Regions from separate parts of the Mus musculus genome. Here all the other regions are linked to region 1. Evidence: chromatin contacts called from public HiCAR-type and promoter capture Hi-C data. All regions are on one chromosome and are shown on one strand. Each heading gives the region's core, a stretch centred on a gene start, on an enhancer-like site or on the middle of the called end of the contact. The rest is flanking DNA. Distances are from core to core; before and after follow the strand shown. Region 1 holds the start of Chchd6 (coiled-coil-helix-coiled-coil-helix domain containing 6). Region 2 has its middle 23 kb from the start of Gm839. Region 3 holds the start of 4933427D06Rik (RIKEN cDNA 4933427D06 gene).

Evidence for each region. Promoter capture Hi-C pulls out the DNA fragments that hold promoters and counts their contacts. HiCAR-type assays count read pairs that join an accessible place to other places.
Region 2: a contact with region 1 is called in a promoter capture Hi-C map of neural stem cells. The contact joins the enhancer-like site here to the promoter of Chchd6 in region 1. A contact is called at or near these places in 3 of 39 promoter capture datasets (embryonic stem cells, neural stem cells and stem cell-derived epiblast-like cells), 1 of 484 Hi-C or Micro-C datasets (bone marrow-derived macrophages), 2 of 115 datasets of contacts at active chromatin or transcription factors (the 230-238 cell line and fibro-adipogenic progenitors) and 3 of 9 other capture datasets (adipose tissue, liver and macrophages).
Region 3: a HiCAR-type map of astrocytes shows a contact between it and region 1, with 4 times the contacts expected there. The contact joins the promoter of 4933427D06Rik here to the promoter of Chchd6 in region 1. A contact is called at or near these places in 10 of 39 promoter capture datasets (the 3T3-L1 cell line, the C10 cell line, cranial neural crest and 5 more), 1 of 15 datasets of contacts at CTCF or cohesin (large pre-B cells), 2 of 484 Hi-C or Micro-C datasets (bone marrow-derived macrophages and embryonic stem cells), 3 of 115 datasets of contacts at active chromatin or transcription factors (astrocytes, embryonic stem cells and large pre-B cells) and 1 of 9 other capture datasets (macrophages).

Annotation. Positions count from the first base shown.
Region 1 is chr6:89,594,346-89,597,238 of GRCm38.p6, forward strand. Chchd6 (coiled-coil-helix-coiled-coil-helix domain containing 6) reads right to left here and starts at 1,307. Exons shown (of 8, transcript NM_025351.3): 1 at 1,114-1,307. The coding sequence starts at 1,200.
Region 2 is chr6:89,238,091-89,241,057 of GRCm38.p6, forward strand. No RefSeq gene overlaps it. Among named protein-coding and RNA genes, the nearest start is that of Gm839, 23 kb to the left of the region's middle. Within about 2 kb of position 1,566, at least 53 of the 459 cell types and tissues checked have an H3K27ac peak or open chromatin away from gene starts, as enhancers often do. A contact at or near this core is called in neural stem cells, where this site is marked.
Region 3 is chr6:89,094,843-89,098,031 of GRCm38.p6, forward strand. It overlaps 4933427D06Rik (RIKEN cDNA 4933427D06 gene), which reads left to right and starts at 1,268. Exons shown (of 4, transcript NR_134978.1): 1 at 1,268-1,392.

The sequences.
Region 1 (2,893 bases), core at 57-2,556:
AAGAAAGTCTAGCAAGAAGTTTAACAAACAGCTCTGGAGCTGACCTACTTTATAGTCTTGGGTCTCCTACTTTGTTACCTGTGTGACCTTGGACAACTTATGCCAATAGGACCTCAGTTCCCCATAAGCTACAAAATGGACTAATCAAACTTTTGGTGGTATATGCCCCTCCTTAATCCTAGCACTCATGAGACAAGCAGACACAGAGTCCTGGGCCAGCCTGACTTAATATTGAGACCCTGTCTCAAAACAAAACAGAGGAAGAGGTACTAACAATTCTACTGCTCATTGATTGGTTGAAAAATTAAATAATACCTGTAAAGAGCTGCCAGTCTGAAATAAAACAGGAGCTTTTATTCTTGTAAGTTCCGGTGATAAAGTCATGAATTACACAAGAACTTCAGCCAAGCTATCAGCTAGAGCTCTAATGGGAAACACAATAAACACAATTTGTTTCAAACTGTGTTGGATGCTGAGAAAATCATAAATGTGTGGCAGTAGTGTGGGAAGTCGCTTGAGACTGTGGTCAAGGAAGGATTCTTGGATGACACCTGAGCTGTAACAAGAAGACAGCCAGGTTAACGATAACTGAAGAAACATCGAACACCTGGGATCTTCTAGGAAGAACAAGGAGGTCCTGAGGCAAAAATAAGTATCTTATGAAGATGAGGAAACAGGCCAGGAAAGGGATGGGAAGGTCAGTGGGCACCAGCACATCTTGTAAAAGCCAAGTGAGGCTATTCCTCCTGTTCGACGTGGTAAGGACCAACTGTAGGTTTTTAGTTGAAGAGCGGATAAGGCATATGACCTAATACACAGTAGCTGAAACTCTCCTTTTGCTGCCTCACGGAGAAAGGCACGTGAACAAGATTGGAAATGGAAGAACACTTTCAAAACGTGCTGCAGCACACGCAACGAGAAGCACAAGACAAGTGAAACCGGGTAGAGCACGGAACAAATCCGGAACCGAGAGAGCCAAGGCGGTGGAAAATGACTTGAGGCGGCCGGCTGCCCCCGAGTGCCAGCGGCCCCATGTATCTGGTCCCCGGGACGGCGGCTCCCATTCCCGCCCGCACGCTCCTCCGGCCCGCGCCCTCCCGCCGCGCCGCTCACCCGGATGCCCTGCAGCACCCGGACCCGCTCCTCCTCATCCATCTCGAAGGACACCCTTCGGGCCTCGGCGCTCTCGGCGCTGCCCATGACAGGAGGCGGGCAGGGCGTGAGGCCACGCGAGCCGGCTCCACAGCAACCAGGACGACGCTGCTCAGCGGCCTACGCTCGTCACTCGGGACACAGGCCAGCAACACTGCGCTCTATTGGCTGCTGGGGCTGGCGCGCGTTGCCCTGTGGGATTTGTAGTCCAGCATTCTGGCGCCATTAAAAAGCTCTGGAAGGGGGCGTGGCTCTCTGAGGTAGGGGTACCTGTGGGCTGGAAAATTGGACAGAGGGCCAGCCAAATAGACGCTGAGACAAGGTCATGGTTTCTTATAAATCTTATCCCTGAAGCAAAGTAAAAGTCGTGTTCTAAGAATAAACTACCAAGGATGCTAAGACAACTGTTAATGATCTATGTTCATGTTAAGCATTCAGCAGACTTGTACTGAGCCACCCCATGTAACCTGCTTGAGTCATGAAAGAAACAAATTTCAAACACAAGTGAATCTACTGTAGTGCAAGGGAAACGACACTGTAATACCGCGAGACAAATTAATAAATTGTGGCAACCTCACAGATGGAGCCTTTACACAAATGGAGCCTTTAAGACCTAAAGGTGAGTGTAGTTTGCCATGAGATGATAGAGAAAGTACTATGCTAGGGACCAACTGTTAATCCCAATGATGGGAGGAGAAAGACCACCGGCCCAAACCATCCTGGGCAAGTTAATTAAAACAAACTTTTAATTCTTGTACATAGGCTGTCTTCTCCTAAGATGGAGTTCAAGAGGTCAGACTTTGAGGTAGAAAAGATTTTTATAGGTCAAGGATAAGGGGTTTCCAAATTTGAGGAGGGGTGGGGTATGGGAGACAAATAGACACAAAATATAACTAGTTAGTCTTAACCTCTTGTGAAACAAAGGCATGTTTCTTAGTGTTTCTATTGCTATGAAGAGACACCATGGGTGACTCTTAGAAAGAAAAATATTTAGCCTGGTGTGGTAGCCCATGCCTTTAATCCCAGCACTCAGGAGGCAGAAACAGGCAGAAACAGGCCTGTGAGTTTGAGGCCAGTCTGGTCTACAAAGAGAGTCCAGGAGGGCTTGTTACACAGAGAAACCCTGTCCAAAAAAAAAAAAAAAAAAAAAAAAAAAACCCTAGGACTGGTATGGTGCTAGAGGAGGGAATGAGAGTTCTGCATCCTGGTTGACAGGCAGCAGGAAGTAAGATGGCTTGAGCTTCTGAAACCTCAGAACCCATACCACCCCAGTGACACACTTCCTCCAACAAAGCCACACCTACTCCAACAAGGCCATACCTCCCAGTAGTGCCACCATTCATTCTCTATGGACCAAGTATTCAAACACATGAGTCTATGGGAGCCATTCCTATTTAAACCGCCATAACATGTTGCAAGTGTTAGAGTCTGAGAATCACTGAAGGAAGGCCCCAGACTCAAACAGTATGTAAAGGCAAACAATATTTATTCTGCAAAAACAACCAGCATGCGTGGGTCAATCATTCATCAAAATGGTGACCAGAAGAGGAGCTCTTCTTAATCAGGGCTAGTGGAGTTTGCTGAAAGGGTTAAGTAATCTCTAACATGATTAGCTAGGTGTATGGCAGTTACATTAATACAATTTCTGATTGCTTGCTATATTAGTTTTACCATTTTTGGTCAGGAATTTCAGAAACTAGCCCAATTCAGAGTTTGTTATCTCTCTCAGCCAGTTGTCCCA
Region 2 (2,967 bases), core at 316-2,815, 360 kb before region 1:
GATCAATTTGGGGAAGGGGAAGGGACAGGACTAGGAATGGCTACCTTGCACTGTAGACTCAATTACCCGAGGCACAGTTGGTGTCAGTGTCCATATTTGGAAGCACAAATGCCCATCTCAAAACTGAAAAGACAGAGATGATGGAAAGGTAAGGCTGTAAAAATAGAGCTTCCTGACTGCATGCTATTTTTTTCAAGTGTGTGTGTGTGTGTGTGTGTGTGTGTGTGTGTGTGAACCAGAGGCTGGTGTAGGATGTTTTCCTCCACTTTATTTACTAAGACAGAGCCTCTCACTGAACCCAGAGCTTGCTGGTTTAGTTAGTCTAGCTAGCAGCTTGCCCAGGGCATCCTCTATCTCTGCCACTGGAGCCTAGGGTTATGGCAGCTTCCAAGAAACACCCAGCATAGATGTGGGTTCTGGGGACTCAGGTTTCAGTCCTTATACTTCCATAGGAAGCACTTTGCCCACTAAGCCATCTTTCCAGAGTCCATATGCAAATTAAAAGAATATAAAAACTGAAAACTAGCAGGACAATACACAGATTTGCATCAGGAAAGACAAGGGTCACCAGTGGGTCATGAAGCATTTTCCAAACCAAAGCTCCTGTAGGGTCTTAGGGCCTAGTGAACGTGCCCTGCCCTCACCCTTCATCCGGAGCTGGGGGTCAAGTGCCGAATGCCATGTCAGTTTTATATTGAGTGACCTCATGGTGTGAAGAATTGAGTGGGTGTCAGCTCTGTTGCTGTGCAGGGACCCTGGGTGCCCCAGGATCAGCACAGAGTCCTCATCGTCCTGTGGATGCCCGACCTGCCAGCACATGTCCAGAGTGGGGGAGGAAATCATGAAACTCCCAGCTCCAGTAATTCCACCCCTGGGAATTCTCTCTGAGCAAGCAAGGCAAAAAGGACGCAGGGAGAAAAAGCCTCAGGCGAGAATATACGGGTGGAAGCACTTTTTAGCATTGATTACGGAAAATGTCAACTCCACACAAAAGTAGAGAGACAGGAATAACGAATGTGTGCCAGCCGCAGCTTGGAGGCAGCATCCACAGCCGGTGTGCCTCCACCCCCAACACTCCCGTACACACGATCCGTGTGGCAAGTGAGCCTCATACGTCATCGGACCATTTTATCATAAATATTTCAATTTGTGTCTCTGGCAGATAAGGAGTTTAAGACATCTAATCTCAGTATCATCACGCTCAACAGAATTAATAATTCTTTAATATCGTTTAATTCTCAGCCTGTGTGCGAATTCCCAGATGTCTCCAGTGATCTCTTTGGAGTTAGTTCAGCAGCGGCAGCAACCGTCGGAATGCAAACAAGGATTTGCGGTTGTTGCTGCTGCATTTCTTTTAGACCTCTTCTTCCAGATCAGCTTTCTTTCCCTTCTTCCCTTTCCCCTCATGGAAACATTTTAAAATAATGTCCTCAAAATGGAAAACAATCTCACATGTCCAATGCCAAGGACCACTTAGGCAGCGTATGGTCCCTTGGCCTGGGGAGCCCCAGCGTCCTGCTGTCCCTGGCTAAATATAACCACAAGCAGCTGGCCGTGGGCTGCCTGGAACGGCTCTGGCCTGGCCTGGCTGCCCGCCACCCGAGGTGCCTGGCCTGCTGGCTTGGCTGTGCCCTCGGCTGCCCTCCTTGGGATCTGGCAAGCCACTCATGGCATGTCAGACCTGGCCCTGAAACTCCAGCCAGGCAGCTGTGCCCAGCAGCTGGAGCAGAGCCCACCAAGCTCCCCTGATGACAGCACTCAAGTGTTAAATCATCAGCCAGGAGACCATTGAGCTCTACGTGGGGGGAGAGAAAGATCACTTGGAACTGTACATGGCTCTATGTGGGGGTAGAGAAAGATGATGCAGGACTGTACACAGCTCTACGTGGGGGGTAGGGAAAGATCACCCAGGACTGCCCACACTGGCACCTAAGAGCATATGTGTGGGAGTATCATAGGAGAAACAGAAATGTCCATCAAGCAAACAATAAGACAGATTCCTGAGAGAAAGCCAGTAGTCACTGTAAGGAGCTAGGAGAAAGTTGAGCACGTGTGATTTTTTTTTTTTCCTGGATTGCTTTCAGATGTAGCTATGGCTAAAGCAAACCTCTTCATCCCTTGTTTATCCATCATCCATTCTAGCTGGATCCACCTGTTGGAGAAAAGGAGTGGCTACTGTTTGTTATTCACTGGGTTGCTATAGGAACACTCTCCTTCCAGAAGAAATGGGGAGGTACCAGCAGGAGGGGAGGTGTGGACTGTCACTGCTACCCCAGCGTGGGCTTCCTCTGCCTTTCTTCCTCTAACCACAGGAGGTGGCTGGCTGGCAAGGAAGGAGGTTGACAAGCACCCTCGGGTGTCTTCAAAACTGTGAGCATTTCACGATATGCTGTCATTATTATTCAGGTGTGGTGAGAGCCACAGGTCAGAGGACTGCCACTGAAGGAAAGATGGCCGTGCCCCACTTTTCCTTCACAGCATTAGGGCCACAAAAGAAGGACAGGGCTGCACCAGGTAGGTAGGGGGTGGGGCATGTGGATATGCAGGGCTGTGGCACCTGCAGAAAGGACAGGGAGGGGATGAGCAGGGATGGGCAAGGGGCTAGTAGAACAGGGGCCATCTCTGCCTGATGATTTCGGACACTGGGTTATTCAGGTGGTGGGAATCCAGGAACCCAGTGGAGGAAGTGCTGGGTGTAAGAGTGTAGATGAGGTGGTCTATGTAGGAAAGCTGTGGCCCTGTGTGTTGTTTCTAAACTCTGGCTACACTGAAGAGAGCCTTCTTCTCTCTGGCGATAGTAAAGCTCCTGGTATCAAAGAATATGACTAAGAAAGAACGCTCTCCTTATCTCAGTCCATCTGTCTAATCAGCAATTGCTAAGGCACAGCTTCCACATGGAAACCTGTTCCTTCCATTGCCTCCGGCTTTCACCCAATAAATACCCTAATCCCCCTTGAATGACGCTGT
Region 3 (3,189 bases), core at 18-2,517, 500 kb before region 1:
TAGAGTGGCATGCCATTTATGGATTTATTTTGAAAACTGAACTTAATTTTTCATCTAAAATTTAAAACAATTTCATGAAAAGAAACAGCAGTGATTTCAACAAACGATGTTAGAATAAACTAGAAGTCTGTTTGGGTTTTCTTTCTTTTTTTTTTTAATGTCAAAAACTGATCACTGAACTAAAGGTAAAAACTTCTAGAAACCCTTTGTTTGCTTGTTCACTTTGAGACGGGAATCTTGCTGTGCAGTTTTCAATTTGTGTTCTTTCCCGTTCAGCCTCACAAGAACTGTGCCTCTGGGCACACACCAGCACCTTAGGTTACTCTTCTTAGCTTTGGAGTGGGTAAAAATCTCTTAGATGGAATACACTGAAACCCACAAACGTCACACTGTGAACCGGCACCAGGGCGGGACTTTCCCGGTTCCATGATGGTCCAGTGGTATACGGTCAAAATGTCAAACTCAGCAGGGCGAGGAGAATGTGTGTCCAATTCTAGAAAAAAACGCAAACACCCAGGGAGGATGGGGTGGGGGTGGGGTGGCAACGGAGGGCTGGAACCAAACAAAATATAAAGTCCCGTGGGCCGTAGTGATAGGGGTAGTAATGGCCTCCATGTCAACCCTAGCAGGTGACAGCAGCAGTAGCAGGACTCCCAGGAGCCATCTGAGATCCGAGCAGCAGGGCTGAGAACCCCGGGTGTGAAGGCAGTCAGACTCTTGCATAGTGAATACCAACCTCTAGCTTCCCACTATACCCCTCTGATTTCACGGCCCCAGCAAGCAGACCTACCACCATTCTGACAACCAGTTGCCTACTACAAGAGGTATGAAGTACAAATCGCTGGCTGATGGAACCCAACCAAGAACCCCCGAAGGCAGCAGGCTGCTTGAGAGCCCACAGCCATGACTCCAGGGCTCTAGTCAGCCTAGAAAGCAGGCTCTGACAGAAACAAGGTCGGGCTCCAGGTGCCCACCAGGCTGCTTCGAATTCCGTTGGCAAATCAGAACCCGAACCCATGAGAAGACCCTCTGCGTTGAAAGGACTCCTGGACTTTGTCCTTCCACTTTCCCCAACTCCGCGGCAACATTGAGGTGGGGGAAAGGGAGAAAATGGTGGACCTAATTGAGGACAGTCTCAGGTTTCGGTGGGCTTTCTCAGCCCATTCCTGATTGGTCCCATTTTATGCCTCATTTGTATGTGCGCACGCGTAGCCAATCACAGTCAATGGGCGCTATTTAACAAGGCATACACCGTTCTCCTCAGTCCAGTTGGAATCCCGCTCTCCTTGCACGGAGGACTTCCCTTTCGCTAGGGCAGACTCACCGGAAGCTCACTCAGGCACAAGTTCTCTCTAGCTGAGCTGCCGCTGCTCCTCCTCCTCCTCTTCCCAGGTAGGGAATTCCTTCTTGCCTTGAGGGCTGCTTTTTTGTTTGTTTGTTTGGTTTGTTTTTTTTTTCTCGTAATTGTTAATTTTTCCTTGTCTCCACAGCGTCAGAGACCCACTCCTTATTTAAACCCAAGGGGACTCACTCTAGGGAACTTACTCAAGGGAACTCAAGCCTTAGGGATCTGCCAATGAGGGGAAACCTGCCACTCTCCGAGCTTTCTGTAGACTTGCTCTGAGGGGAATGCCCTAGGTCAGCATCCTGAGACCCTTTGATCCCTTAACTAACTCCCTGATGGCCGAAGAAAGTACAGAGACTAGCACGAGTCACATCTCTTGGTTGATATCCACCTTCATCGAGCGGCTCAGAGTTTCTTTTTCTTTCGTCTTTTTCTTTCTCTCTCTCTCTCTTTCTTTCTTTCTTTTTTGTTTCTTTTTCTTTCGTCTTTTTCTCTTTCTTTCTTAGTTTCTTTTTCTTTCGTCTTTTTCTCTTTCTTTCTTTCTTTCTTTTTTTTTTTTTTTGGTTTTTCGAGACAGGGTTTCTCTGTGTAGCCTTGGCTGTCCTGGGACTCACTCTGTAGACCAGGCTGGCCTCGAACTCAGAAATCCTTCAGCCTCGGCCTCTCAAGTGCTGGGGTTAAAGGCATGCGCCACCATTGCCCAGCTTCAGTTTCTGTAGTCTTGTTCAATTTTTTTTTTTTTTTTTTTTTTCCTATTTGAGCCATTACTCCTTTGTGGAAAGTGAAAAACAAAAACAAAACAAACAAACAAAACCTTTCTTTGAGACAGGGTATCTCCATGTTTCCCTGACTGGCCTAGAACTCGCTATATAGATCAAGCTGGTCAGGAACTCAAGGGATGCCCCCATCACCACCACCACAGAGTAGAGGTGTGTGTCTTTAATCCACTTCTAGCTGGAAGTTCTCCTTGTTTTCCCACCACTGTCAGCCCACTCCATTTTTGGAGAGAAAATGGGACAAGAACCAGAGGTTGGAGAACTGACTGTCACCATAGAGCACACAAGGACCCAGCTTCTAACTGACAGCTTGAGTAGTGAGGGCTGGAGTCTTGGAACAGCCAGATAGTTAACTACTGATTGCTAATAATGAGTTTAATAATGATAATAATTAGCAAAGTATTTCAGGTAGGTGTTGGATTATAACACAGTACAGAATGCATATCCACAAGTCGATGCCAATGTAAGTAACTAAATGACTCCCTGGGGACAGCAGACTGATTTTCCAGACAGGTCTTCCAACTTAAATACTCTGCTCTCAGGAGAGGAGTGACTTCCCCAGTTACAGAATAGAAAAAGAAGGGTTTCTTGGTGAGGGAGGGGCTTCGCAAGCTCTGCCTCAGTCAGGTGGTATGCAGCCTGCGTAGCGTGGGACCTTGGGAAGGTGATGGCAGAGTCCTCACATAAGCACAGCCCCCCTCCCAGTCTATGAGAGACACCCAAGTAAATTCCATTCCAGGATAACGTCCCTAAGCCTGGCCACATTCATCATTGTCAAGGTCACCGCCTAAGGACAGCCTGAGAGACTGCTATAGACAGTGGGAGCCTCCTCTAACATGGGAGACTGTGGGATAGAAAAAGTGTCAGTGGGGAAAACCAGGAAAGCTGCCCAGATGGGGGTTTTGGCTTACTACCTGTCCGCACAAGATCAACTCCCCTGGGACTCGAACCGTGCTAACATGGGATCGCTGACCAGAGAGCATTCATTGTATGTGAGCTTTTGAGGAAGGCACATAGAACCCTGGGGAGCCAACACACACACACAAAGTTAAGAAAAGATAAGGGGTA